Linked DNA regions of Mus musculus: region 1 is linked to region 2. A link is a contact called in public Hi-C data. All regions are on one chromosome and are shown on one strand. The core of a region is the stretch at or near the end of the contact, and the rest is flanking DNA. Distances in the headings are between cores, read along the strand shown.

Region 1 (2,700 bases), core at 24-2,523, 600 kb before region 2:
GTAATGGGATGAATATAAATAAAATACATATATCACATACATATACACATACACATATACATATATAATACACACACGTATATATATGTGTGTGTATATATGTATGTGTGTGTATATATATATATATATACACGTGTGTGTAAATATATATACGTGTGTGTGTGTGAGAGAGAGAGAGAGAAAGAGAGAGAGAACAAGTGAAAATGTCACAATAAAAAACCCCACTATTCTGAATAATCAATACATAATAAAGAACACAGAAAAGAAAAGACAAGACAAGAAAGAAAAAGCTTGAGGACAAACTGGGTTACATAATGAAATCTAGGCCAGCCTGGTTTACAGGGCAAGATACAAAAGTGATCCCTAAATATCCAGAGTAAACAAACAAACAAACAAACTTAAATTCTATCTTGGGAACACAAATTTGAGGCTTAGTCTGTGATCTTAATGAAACCAGTATTGCCAATTCTTTCTATTTTGAAAAAAGCTCTGTGGCAAAAAATAAAAATATCAAATATATTTATTATATGCAACACTACATTTGTGTTTGCTAATTCTTTTGAGCTAGGCTCAAAAATGGGTGTCAAGGACTAGAATCGGCCTTGAAGACGTCTGTGGGGTGTCAGCCCCACTCCCAACACCACAGCTGGAGAGCTGGGAAGGAGGAGAACAAGCAAAGCCTTCCAGAATCACTTGAGAGTGGAGTCACTCCTGATGTTGGGTGGTGGGATGGATGAAAAGAGTTAATTTTCTTCTGTGTGCTCTTTTCTGGCTTGATGGATTGGATAAATCTTTATAATGTCTCTGCCAAGGCCTCAGTGGGCTTGTGGAAATTGCCCAGAGTGATTATGAGGCCTCAATGAAAACTTACATGCACAGAAACCCCATTTTAAATTATTAAACAATGAGAATTAACGAGGTAATATGTATGAAATGCAAAGTTATGTAAGTTTTATAAATTCAAGGAATAATTATTACAGTCATTGCAAATGCGTCCATTCATGTGCTCCTAATTGCTCAATTCTTCACGATCCTTTGGGGCCTGCCACTGGTTTTTGCACTCTCCCTTCCTATCCTAGTATGAAGCCAGCAGACTTGTTTTACAACTTTGTCTTGATAGACGATGCACATGAACCTGGCCTCCATCCCAACCTCCAAAGTAGGCTGTGGTTTTGGAAACTCGCCCAAACTTGTGATACAAGTGACCTATGCAAAGTTCTGGGAACTGAATACCTTGGCCCTTGCCCAGCCAGAAGGTCATTGCTGACCTGCTGGCTTTCCTGCTGTGTGCTGTTCAGCCACAGCTGCGTCGGATGACTTGGCCATTACCGCTTTGCTAGCCATTCTGAACAAGCCCCAGGGGAGGCACAGCTTCCTCAGCAAGACAATTTGTACAAATGTTTAATAAATCCCACCATGGGCTTTGAATTCTCTCTTTGGAAGGCCAGTTATGTTTGCCAGTGGTCATGTTCCAGAAGGTCATTATCACCTCCACTGCCTTTTCATTGGCCCACAATCATACATAGTAATGGTTTTGTAGGGACATTTCCATACAGGGGCACAGTGTCCTTGGGCCATGCCCCTCCCCCACCACCTTTCTTACTTAGGGTTTCAATTGCTGTGATTAAACACCATAATCAAATGCAATTTGAGGAGGAAAGGGTTTATTTTACCTGATAGCTTATAAGTTCATCACTAAGGGATATCAGGACAGAAACTCAAATAAGACAGGAGCTGATGCAGAAATCATGAAGGGATGCTGTTTACTTCACAGTGTGCTTCTTACTCACCCTGCTTTCTTATAGCTCCCAAGACCAACTTTCCAGGGGTGGCATTGCCTAGAGTGATCTGCATCCTCCCACGTTAATCACTGATCTAGAGAATTCATTGTATGCTTGCCTACAGTCCAATCTGATGAGGGCATTTTCTTAATTGAGATTCCCTCTTCCAAAGTGACTCAAATCTGTGTCAAATTGACATAAAACTAGCCAGCATACTCTCCCACCCTTTCCTCTTTTCTGCTCCTTCTCCCATTAGTTCTCTTCTTTCCTATATGTAATTTTACTTTTATTTTATGTCATATATGTTTTGTTGTTTTATGTATGGTTTTATTTATTATATAAAATCCAGTAGTCACAAGTGAATCTAAGACTCACAAATGCCATTTTACTGAAAATGACAGTTCAATGTTCTTTATGGCTGAATAAAATATCATCATGTTTACACATAAATGCTCACAGACAAACACACATACATACACACATGCATATACATGTGCACATACACACTCATGCATACATACATATATAAAGACACACAAACACATTACATGCAAATGCATACACACATATACATGCACACAAATACACACACACATACATAGACACATAAAGAGCACAAACACACATACATGCAAATGCATTCACATGTGCTCATATATACACATGCACACACATATACATACATAAAGACGCAAAAATACACATACACACATGCATATACAGGTACACACATATACATATGCACACATATATACATATGCACATAAAGACACACAAACACACATATAAACATTCACACACATACATATGCACATATACATACATACATACATGCATAAAGACACACAAACACACATACACACACACCTCATGTTTTCATTATTCACACCTTTTTTGCTGGATATCTAAGCTGATTCTC
Region 2 (2,700 bases), core at 6-2,505:
CCAGCTCAATACCCTAAACCTGCCCCCAGCTTAGTTATGTTTCTAACCTGCCACCTGCTACCCCCAGGCCTAGTGGGGAAGTGGCCAATGGTCACTCCGCCCTAGATCTCACATAGCTGGTGTCTCTCTCTCCCTCCCTCCAAAGCACATCAAATCTCTTTCTCCATTCTCTCTTGTCTGATACCCTGCTTGTGGGAAAACTGGAAGTCTGCCTATTCCACCCAGCTCATTGGCCATTAGCATCTTTATTGATCGATCAAGAACCAACTGGGAAACAGGACCTTCAGTATTCACATACAGATTCCTGATCAAGGCATCAGAACTACCCTGTATAAGTATGCCTAAGGCACCAGATGGGAAAGCATACATTCTGGGCAAGGACAAGAGGCGGTATTGAGCACCATGATCCTGTTCATTCAGCCCCTTCTACAGGGTCTGTGGAACAATGGAATGGTCTATTTGCCTTGTTTGGCTCCTGTAGGTTCTCACACTATCTACAGACAGCAATGTGACAGAATGCAATTAGGACACAGAAAGACACGGGTAACTTTAATCTTTTTGATGTGACAGCAGAACCTCCCTGGAGCCAACAGCTCATTTTTATTCTTCATCCACTCAGCTCCCAGGTCTGATTGCTGATACCAGTGGTTCGGCAATTGCACATGCCCTCCCACAGCTGGCTGCCTCCTGCTTGTTTATGAATACCTACGTCCACCTGGTTTACCTCCTCCCTCACTTCGTAGAGAAGACTTTTCATCTGTCTTGGCCATAGATGGTATTGCGTGTAAAGCCTGAGACACGGCTGCATCTGAAGAAGGGCAAAAGAAAGTAGTTTTCCCTAAGCCCATATAGTTTGCTGACATTGGAGATGTATGTGGCAGGAGAGGATCCGTGAGCTCAGATTAGGGCTCCAGGTTCTCAAAGCAGCCAGAGCCCAAGGACCATGTGCTGAATGTACACAGACATTGATACTGTGTGGTCTTGTGAAATATGACTTCAGGGCTTTACAACACTATCCTCAGCTCCCTTCCTCCTTTCCCTGACACCAGTGCTGTGACACCAATGTGGTTTCCACTGGCAAACCTAAGAAATACAGCATGACATAAAAATCAGAAGGTGAGTATGGGAATAGGAGCTAGACAGATCGGGGAAGGGACCAGTGAGAGATAAATGCAGATGCCATGCTTCTCGATGCTTCTTCCTCCTCCTGATCTCAGACAAAGGCTGGCAGGCCTTTTCTCTCACCAGCAGGGATGGACCTAGACATCATTACCCAAAGCAGTGGGTGTGTCAGCTTCCTTTTCTTTGTCTAAACTGATAAATCCTAAATTATGGAGAAGAGATTCATTTCAGCCCAGCAAAAACATTAAAAAACCCCAGCCAGCCCTCCACGGGAAAAAACGGTCTTGGCCCGTCTCTCCCCCGCAGGCAATCTTTCCCTCTGTCTTTCTGACTGTCTCTTAATAGCGTTCGCGCGCCCGACGAGGAAGAACACAACAGACCAGAATCTTCTGCGGCAAAACTTTATTGCTTACATCTTTTGGAGCCAGGAGGGCAAGCGCCCAGCGCCCAGCCCCAAAAACGAAAGCCCCTTCTATTCTTACATCTTTAGGAGCCAGAGCTCCGCTCCGGCGCGCCAAAGCGCAGAGCGCGCTCTATTGTTTACATCTTTAGGCAGCGAGAGAGCGCAGGGCGCGCAGAGCCAGAGAGATGCCAGCGAGAGAGAGTGGCGGAAACCCCCGTCCCCTTTAAGGAGGAGTTATCCTTCACTTAGGACGCATCACTCCCTGATTGGCTGCAGCCCATGGCCGAGCTGACGTTCACGGGAAAAGCAGAGTACAAGTAGTCGTAAAATACCCTTGGCACATGCGCAGATTATTTGTTTACCACTTAGAACACAGGATGTCAGCGCCATCTTGTGACGGCGAATGTGGGGGCGGCTCCCAACAACTGTCTGCACTTCTTCACCTTTGATGAAACTTATCTGTTACTTCCTGTCCAAGATATATTTCCTGCCTTTTTATTCTTTTAATTGACAGAGAAAATAAATCCACTCAAGAGCCCTAGATGATAACACAGGGGTACAGAAGAATAGGAGTAGAAAGCTGTTAGGCACTGGGAATAGGGAAGCTAAAGAGGCCATCTCCTGTAGCCAGGCAGGAACCCCAATGGTGCAATAGGGACACCAACCCACTCACAAAACTTTTGATCCAAAATTTATCCAGTTTATAAGAGTTTCAGGGATAGGGAATGGAGCAGAGACTGAGGGAATGGCCAACCAATAACCAGCCTGACTTGAAATCCATCCTATAGGCAAACACCAATATCTGACACTATTAATGATTAATGACACTATTAAGAGTATTAATGATACTCTTTTATGCCTCCAGATTGTAGCCTAACATGGCTGTCCTCTGAGAGGCTCAACCTAGTAGCTGACTCAGAAAGATACAGAGACCCACAGCTAAGCACTGGATGGAGCCTGGGGAGTCTTATGGAAGGACAGGAGGACAGGTTGCCAGCCCCTAAGGTAACAGAGATGAAAGACCAATAGAATCAACCTACCTGGACACTTGGGGTTCTCAGAGACTGAACCACCAACCAAAGAATACACACAGGCTGAACCTAAGCCTCCTCACATACATGTAGTAGATGTGAGCTTGGTCTTCATGTGGGTCCCGGACAACTTCAGCAAGGGCT

What was found. A called contact is a pair of places that touch in the nucleus more often than the background predicts.
Region 1: a contact with region 2 is called in a Hi-C map of adipose-derived mesenchymal stem cells, with 3 times the contacts expected there. The contact joins two enhancer-like sites. A contact is called at or near these places in 1 of 15 datasets of contacts at CTCF or cohesin (pro-B cells) and 2 of 484 Hi-C or Micro-C datasets (adipose-derived mesenchymal stem cells and stem cell-derived neural stem cells).

Annotation. Positions count from the first base shown.
Region 1 is chr7:40,257,039-40,259,738 of GRCm38.p6, reverse strand. No RefSeq gene overlaps it. Among named protein-coding and RNA genes, the nearest start is that of Gm38996, 37 kb to the left of the region's middle. Within about 2 kb of position 1,273, at least 23 of the 459 cell types and tissues checked have an H3K27ac peak or open chromatin away from gene starts, as enhancers often do. A contact at or near this core is called in adipose-derived mesenchymal stem cells, where this site is marked.
Region 2 is chr7:39,654,491-39,657,190 of GRCm38.p6, reverse strand. No RefSeq gene overlaps it. Among named protein-coding and RNA genes, the nearest start is that of Gm26327, 25 kb to the right of the region's middle. Within about 2 kb of position 1,255, at least 90 of the 459 cell types and tissues checked have an H3K27ac peak or open chromatin away from gene starts, as enhancers often do. A contact at or near this core is called in adipose-derived mesenchymal stem cells, where this site is marked.